Regions from separate parts of the Zea mays genome. Here all the other regions are linked to region 2. A link is a contact called in public Hi-C data. All regions are on one chromosome and are shown on one strand. Each heading gives the region's core, a stretch centred on a gene start, on an enhancer-like site or on the middle of the called end of the contact. The rest is flanking DNA. Distances are from core to core; before and after follow the strand shown.

Region 1 (2,700 bases), core at 151-2,650, 380 kb before region 2:
CGTCCGGCCGCCTCACTGACGGCGTCATGGCGGCAATGGCGAATCGTCGTCATCACCGGCCCGGCCATGTTGGTTTCCCATTTGCAGAAACTCTACCGCATTTCCTTCATCCAAGACCAATCCCCCTGCAGTGATCGGATGAATGGAACACACGTACTTCCACGACTGAACACCGATTAATTGCAGATTAGCTGAACACCGATTCCAGAAGGCAGCAGTGTACTGACAGCGAAGGCAACTACACTTTGTATATACACTGGTAGTAATGATCGAACGAACGAGAACCATGTACAGCAGCACGCCACGCTTACAGATTGCAGTATTAATAGTTGCACCAGGTTTGGTTTATATCCACAAGAAGAATGATGCAAATTCATGAAAGAAAATGGTACGATCAATATTGCTTAACGAAGCTGTTCCGTTGACGACGCCGGCAGCAGCGAGCGAAGGAGATCGCAGATCGGCATCCACCACATCTTGGACGCCTACATCACCAGCTCCGACACCCATCCCAAGTCCGGCCCGTCGTCCTCCGTGACCGCAGCCGCAGGCAGGACCGGCGCCGACGACGACGCCTTGGCCTTCCTGAATCCGAGCTCCCGCATCGCGAGCAACAGCTCCTCCACCTCGGCGTCCGCCGGCTCGTCGACCCACCTCCGGCCCTCCACCGGCGACACCGGCGGCGACTCCCAGGGCGGCGCCAGCGTCGACTTGGGCGAGAGCGACAGCGCGAGCGGCGAGCAGCCGTCCTTGGCGGCGCCGGCGCCGGCGCCGGCGCCGGCGCGGAGCTCGGCCGCGGCGTGCGCGAAGAAGCAGACGCGGCGGCGGCAGGCAGCGCCCGCGCGGCAGGGGCGCGTGCGGTAGCGGGACGGGTGGAGCCACAGCTCGAAGGTGCCGTGCGCGAGCGGGCAGGCGGCCCCGCGCGGGCACGCGGCGCCCGCGCCCGGGCGGCGCCGGAAGTCCGGGCACGGCTCCCCCGCGTAGGCCACGCGGCGCGGGTCCCGCCGCCGCGCGGCCTCCCCCGGGTGCGCGTAGGGGCACGCCGTCCAGTCGTGGCTCCGCGCGCGCGCGCACCGCCGCACCTTGAACTCGTGCATCATGAACTCGTCGTCCGCCTCCGTCGCGACGTCGCCGCCCTCGGCGCGGGTGGAGGAGAGGTACTCTCCCAGCGCGGCGAGGAGCTGCGGCGGGATCTCTGCGGCGGACGGGTCGGCCCACGGCGCGCCCAGAGACGCCGGGTCCAGCACCAGGTGCAAATTTTCACGGCTCACCATGCCTGCCGTCGCTCTATCTGCCTCGCCCTCAGTGTTGTTCAACACTCGGTCCAGTCCGGTTAGCCTGGGTGGTGGTGGTGCCGGGGAAAGAGAGGACTGTGGTGAACGTGCCTTGAGGAGATATAACAACCGTAGGGTTGGTGGCGCGGGGTTTTATAGGGGTTGGGCTGGGGCGGTATCGTATCCGGCAACCGGCATGGGCGGTATTGAGGGCTCTGTTGGTTGCCGAGCTATCGGAGGCTGGCGTGGCGTCGTGGGGAGGTGGTTTGGCGCGGGGCGACTACGTGGAGAGGCGTGGAGGCCCGTGCTGCATGTTGCTCGCCACGTCGCGGCCTCTCGGCGAAGGAAATGGGGCGGGCCACCGGGCGCTTTTGCGGCTGGGCCGGTGAGGTTTCGAGCTGCGCTGCTGTACGGCGTGGTCTGCTGCGCAGTACGGGACACCCACACGTACACAGCTGCATCACTACTCTTGTGGATCCAGCAGCCATGCCCCTGAGAAGAGGCAAGGCACCTGGACATATATATTTATCCTGGTACTAAAGAGAGCATATACTTCCGTGCACCTTAAAATAAAATTTGCATCAGCTGACTCGGGAGGGAGCCTACGGAGTACGGACATTTCCGCCCGCGGTAACCGTCCCCCCCCCCCCCCCCCCCCCCCGGCCCCTGCATATGGATGGAGCGTGAAATAGATGACCGTTAGCAGCGCCCCGACTCAAGGCAGACAGCCTCAAGCCCAAGAATATCAGGCCCGGCCTGCTCTCGCACACCGGCCCAACTTTAGAGTTTCGGCCCCAAGTGTGTGCTAGAGTCGAGAGAAATTATCATATTCATGTATGAACTAATGAACATAACATCGTACTTTGTTTATCAGCGAGTGCGAGGCCATCGTTACCTCCTGCAGCTATCAAGTTCCTCGAGTTGCTGATGGTGCCGGCCTAGCTGCTCTACAGTTCTATGTTGTCCAACATTCATTATTGGCAGTCATGCATTCTCTTGAGACCTTCGGGTGCTTCCCCTAGCTCTCTGCCTTCGATATGATCAATCATTGCCTTGGATGCAGGTGTATTGGAAGCGGCCATTCCGACGTCATCATAAAGGCTGTGGAGTTTTTTTCGACCCACTCCTTTTATCCTATCCTGGGCAACATTTAGTTTTCTAGGAGTTAAGCTCTATGATTAATTAATTAATTAATTAATTAACGCACTAAATGACTAGGGCTTCATCAAGTGCTCAATAACACAAGGAGAATGATCTTCTCTTGCTTTCACACACCCTTGTCAAAATCCCTCGAGGAATCACAACGTTGGTCAAAATCCCTCAAGTTCTATCAAGTTTATGTTGGCAATTAAATCTTTGGCTCGATAAATGAAGGTCATTGTAAGGAGTTTGGTGAGTTGATGTCAAAAGAGTTCGAGATGTCGAT
Region 2 (2,700 bases), core at 32-2,531:
CAGATTATTACAGTTACTGCCCATCAGTCGGTCCATCACATGCATGTGTATATTTAGTGTGAGAACTGAGAAGTGAGAACAGCCAGTCTTTGCGTCACGAGTTGAACCATTCCCCAGAGGGGTTCATACGACGCCATGACACTCGCCGCCCTTCTAGATCGATTACCGGTACAAGTCGCAGGTTGGTAGACACGCGGACGCGGCAGGGTAAGCACAAGTTGAACAATCTAGAAGAAGAAACTGGGTACACTAATATATCAGCTCGTGCAGATAGATCAAAAAAAAACCCTGGTAGCCTGGCCTGATCCTGCATGCATGTTGCATGCCCATGCCACCACACCACAAGTCCATGCTCATCTAGTCTAGAAGAAGCAATGATAGGAACCCCCAGAAACATTCAGCAACAACCTGACGCCGAGGTCAACCCCGCCCCTTGCATGCCCCCCTTCCGCGCGGTGACACCATAGCTGACGTCCAGCTAGCGGCTCGCTCCGTCGCACAGGATTATTATTGCCGTGCTTCTCAGGCCTCAGTTCGCTGACGTCCAGCTAGCAAAAAAAAAATGATGGCTATTACATAACCTGTGTATATTTAGTAATAAACTTAAAACCTTGCGCTAATCTGCTCAGGCGTGTGTGGCAAATATGTTGAAATCTGATCTCTTTTCTTTTTTCTCTTCGTTACCGATCAAAAGGGAGCAAGGCAAGAGGAACTTGATTGCTTCCTCAATTCACATGCACATGCACTTGATGGGAACGTAGCAGCACCTATAGGCACGAGGCCCGCGAGCCCGGCACGAAGCCCGCTTTTGGGGCTCGGTCCGAGCCCGGCACGGCCCGGTTATATGCGGGCCCGGGTCGGCCCGGCACGAATAAGCGGGCCGGGCTCGGACAGGAAATTAGACACGGTAGGCTAGCCCGGCACGGTCCGTTTAGCTCTAAGCCCGTTAAGCCCGCTTTTTTTACACTAAAATGTGTTTTTCGGTCCGCATAGCCCGCTTTCCGGCCCGCTTTTTTTGTGCTGGCCCGACCCATTTAGGCCCGTTGCGGACCGGACTCGGACAAGAAATTGAGCCCGCGTGCTTAGCCGGTCCGACCCGGTTTTTTAATCGTGCCTAGCGGGCCGGGCTTCACCGGGCCCAGGCCGGACCGGGCCGGGCGGCCCGTTTGGACATCTCTAGCAGCACCACAAACCTCACAACTTGATCTGTGGCAAGAACAACAACGACATGCAAATGACCAAATACTACCGACTGGTATTCAATGACCCAAATTAACCTTGCCTCTCGGTATCAGCATGGAAATTGACTCTTGATCTGAGACTGCGTGACACACTTGCAGATCGATTAAAACACTAGACTTTTTTTCCTTCAGTTCGTTCATTCTTGGGGACAAAGTTAAGGAAGAAAAGGTGGCACACACACACACACGCAGCGCCCGCGGCGCGGACATAGTTCAAGCCTGCCGTCGCCGTCGTGTCGGCGCGTGGTTCTTCTGCCCAACGAATCTGCTCGTGCGTGCGCTAGCATCCACTCGCCTGGCGATCCGCGGCCCTCTTTTTCCACGGCGCGCGGGCGGGCACCGGCGCACCGCTGAAAATTCTCGGCAGGAATGGTCGCCCGCCGAGACCGTTCACATCCTGCCCGCGACGACCCGACGGGCGATGGAAAGGCGTCTCGCTCGACCCTCCAACCGGCCGCGCGGGGTGCCGCAGGGGCAGGGCGAGGGGCGTTGGGAAGATTCCTGGCTCCTGGAGGTGACCGACGTCACTGGAGAGCAACGGTCGCCAGCTTAGGGAAGGGAAGTGTCGGAGCAGCAGCACATGCGAGTATGTGACGGGACGCGCACAGAGGTCGGGACGTCTCGGCCCCAAAACTGGCCTGCTGCTGCTGTTGTTCCAGTCACCCAGACGACCGACAGCTATCGAACGCTGGCGGCTGGCTCGCTTGCCCTGCTGACCGGCAGCACCGAGCCTTTGCCCGTGCGCGCTGGGCGGCGAACTTTGACGGCCCGCCGCCGGGACCCGTTTCCGCGCGCCTTCTTCTAGAAGCGACCTGGGTCCCGGTCCGCCAACGCATTGGCCAGTCAAACCTCAGACGCCCCCATGCAACGACCAGCCGCCAGCCGATGTATACCCAGCCCAGGATGCGGGCGCCAGCGAGCCAGCGCGAGCTGCTCAGCCCAGTCACCGTCCGCGTCGTCGTCCGAGTCCCGGTGGCCCGCCGCGCACCCGGACACACGACACGACACGACGCGCGACCCGACCCCCTTTATAAAACCGCCGCGCGACGCCACTCCCCCTCGTTTTCTCCTCTGCCCCTTGGGCTGCCTCGGCTCGCTCATCTGCCGCGCCCGAGCTGACGCCAACGCGAGGAGCAAAAATCCTAGCAACCGCTCAGGTTTCTTCCCCTTCAGTAGCCGTAGCCCTTGCTTTCGTCGTCCTTGCGGCAGCTTGGCGAGAATTTTTCTCGCTGCGGTTGAGTGCGAGCCATTCCGGTGGGTAAGACAGAGTTGGGGGAGCGTCGGTTAGTTAATTCTTCGCCCATCATCAGTCGGAGGAGAGACAGGAGGAGGTGCATGGCCGGCATGGAGGGTTCCAATTCCAGCTCGCAGCCGCCGCCGTTCCTCATCAAGACCTACGAGATGGTGGAGGACCCGGCGACCAACCACGTCGTGTCGTGGGGCCCCGGCGGCGCAAGCT
Region 3 (2,700 bases), core at 142-2,641, 260 kb before region 2:
GATACATACCCCATGGAGGCGTGTACCAGCATTGATGCGCTCAATCCAAAGAGACCGCATGTCTCTCTTCTTGTTGCGTCGATCCCTATATGAATATTGCAGCGCCTTCTCCACCCTCTCTCTTGCTATCCTTATGCAATTTTTCGCCCTTCCTCTGAATCCCTTGGCTAGCTTAAAAATCTTTCCCTTGTTCATTTTCGAGTTTTGGTAGTCTCACACCCTATATCTGCAACATTAAGGAAAAGGTAGAGAAAGCGTTGGATTTCAGTATGAACTAATCCAGTGTGAGTTCAGACTATGCACAGGGTATCGCTGACATTTTTATTCCTAACTAAGGATTCCATACAAGTCGACCCTGTCAGAAGATCGTTTCTACAATGTTTTAACTGCTACACAGGAACACAAGAATTGGAAGTATATGTCAACAGTAACAATTCAAGGGTGTATAGAGTAGACATCCTTTTTAAAATACCCTTCAACAAAATGCAAGCTCTTAGTTCAACTATCGGACCAAAATAAAAATAAACAATACTACCTAACTAATTTAAAGTTGAGTCCAAAGAAAGAAATTAAGTTATACATATATTTCAAAGGGAAGGCTCCACTGTCAATTTAAATCTTGAAAACCAAATATACATGACCAAATGAAGCATAATCTGATACCAAAGGCAAGACAAGTGCTGACCACTGCATACAACTTGCAACATATCAAATTAATCTGAACATCAACATATTTTGCGACTTGTGCAAAATAGATGATGACTCATAGACCACGAGGCAGTTCTAATAAAGACTAAATGTTTCAGCTCTTGCGGTCACAATGTGCTTCCACAAATTTACTCTACCAGTGCTTCCAATTTTATGATACCGATGCTTCCACCAATTCATATTTACTACCGATGTTAGAAAAGGTTGTTGGGGCAGCACACAGAAATACTACTTTCACACAGGGTTCCAAAATGCGGCACTAAACGCACGCTTCAGCGCGCTAAAGCGCTAAGAGGACGAGTAAGGCTTCGCTTTGGGGCATAACGGCTCCCAAAGCGGCGCGACCGCCTTGGTCGAGCAGCGGCTGCTGGCTCCCGCTGCCCTCAGGCTGCGCGCGGCGCAGCCGCCGGTGCCGGGTACCGTTGACGTTCCACCGGAGGCGGGAGGAGCGAGAGATATAGGACGCACGGAGGGTCACCGGCTGGTGTGCGGAGGACCGGAGGCGAGGGCGCGAGGCGACTGGAGAGAAGCGGGAGGGGAAACCGCTGATGCCGTCGCTGAGAGCCCGATCCTGAGTGCCGCCACTGCCGCCGTCACCCGCGTGCCGAGCGCGACTAAGGGAGGGAGCGGAAGATGGAGCGCCGGCGCTACGAAGAAGATGAAGATGGGAGATCAAGAAACGGTGGCGGCTGTGCCTTCGCTGGAGCAGTGAAAAGGCTAGGTTAAAGAAACGTCTGGGCTAGTGGAACTTGTGCTGAATTAATGGGCTTTTAGATGGGCCACTAAATAAAAGTTCATACTCTTCATTTTTTTTCTTTGTACTCCTTGTGTCCACACGTGTGTCCTCCAAAGTGTTGTTTATTCATTTGGCTGGTGGACCATAATAAATGTTGGACAGCTGATCGCTTTGCGAAAAGAGGATTGAATCACCCTAGCAGATGTCCTTTATGTGACCAGCAAGGTGAAACCCTTAACCACTTGCTCATGAGCTGTCTTCTCAAGAGTTTTCTGGTAAAACCTACTAAGAAAGTTTGGGTTGTATAGTTTAGCCCCACGGCCACATACAATTTCCTTTATGCATTGGTGGGAGATGGTTTCAGAGACCGTAAATGTCTGGTCAGGAAAGGTCTTTACTCCCTCGTTATTTTAGGATCTTGGTTGATTTGGAAGCATCGCAATAGAGCCATTTTTTATGGAGGGTCTCCCAGCCTTTGACTCTGGAGCAAGCAGATGAGGAAAGAAGAAGCTCAAAAATTGCTGGAGCCAAAGGGCTCTCCTTTTTTGTTGCCCTGCATAGGTTGTTGTAGGGAGTGTGTGTTTTTATGGATCCTTTCATGTACGAGTGTTACTGACCTCCATAAGGAGTGTGTTATTTTTTGGGCCACTTTAAACCTTTGTTTCCCTCTTCTTAATATATATATCTGAAACACAGTCCTCCTACGTTTTTTGAGAAAAAAATGAAATTCAAAATAATAAAAACCTCACATGTCCTCTTCCACCTTTCCTATATAAAAAGTAAGAGAGAGGAGAGGTGGGGATAGAGATGGCAACGGGGAATTCCCCGTCGGGTTTTGGCTCCACATCCCCGTCCCCGCGACGAAAAAACTTCCCCTCGGGGATCCCCACGAACGCTTGCGGGGGACATTTCTTCCCCATCCCCGTTACCCGCGGGGATAAATCCCCATCGGGGATCCCCGTCCCCGCTTAAATTATAATTAGATCATACTTAATTTGTTATTAATGTAAAACATTTTCACTTATACACATTGTTAGATGTAAAAATCATTATGTGTACATTAAAATGAACGCATTTGTACAACTAGTGATCTCTTGGCAAGATAATTATTTATTTTTTATCATTAACTATTATATGAAAACATCGTCACATGTAAGTTTAACGGGTCGCCGCGGGGAACGGGGATGGGGAATGCTTCCCCATCCCCATCCCCGTTTACCCGTCGGGGGAGAAATTTTCCCCGTTTACATCCCCGT

Evidence for each region. A called contact is a pair of places that touch in the nucleus more often than the background predicts.
Region 1: a Hi-C map of bundle sheath shows a contact between it and region 2, with 2.8 times the contacts expected there. The contact joins the promoter of LOC100280678 here to the promoter of LOC103635873 in region 2. A contact is called at or near these places in 3 of 25 Hi-C or Micro-C datasets (bundle sheath, ear and endosperm).
Region 3: a Hi-C map of ear shows a contact between it and region 2, with 2.1 times the contacts expected there. The contact joins the promoter of LOC100280565 here to the promoter of LOC103635873 in region 2. A contact is called at or near these places in 4 of 25 Hi-C or Micro-C datasets (ear, endosperm, leaf and 1 more).

The regions. Positions count from the first base shown.
Region 1 is chr8:127,994,323-127,997,022 of Zm-B73-REFERENCE-NAM-5.0, forward strand. It overlaps LOC100280678, which reads right to left and starts at 1,401. Exons shown (of 1, transcript NM_001159256.2): 1 at 345-1,401. The coding sequence starts at 1,274. The coding sequence ends at 486.
Region 2 is chr8:128,372,132-128,374,831 of Zm-B73-REFERENCE-NAM-5.0, forward strand. LOC103635873 (heat stress transcription factor A-4d) reads left to right here and starts at 1,282. Exons shown (of 2, transcript XM_008658255.4): 1 at 1,282-2,700. The coding sequence starts at 2,577. It also overlaps a transcript of LOC100192108 not described here.
Region 3 is chr8:128,113,041-128,115,740 of Zm-B73-REFERENCE-NAM-5.0, forward strand. LOC100280565 (50S ribosomal protein L20-like) reads right to left here and starts at 1,392. Exons shown (of 3, transcript NM_001158337.2): 1 at 1,177-1,392; 2 at 10-226. The coding sequence starts at 195.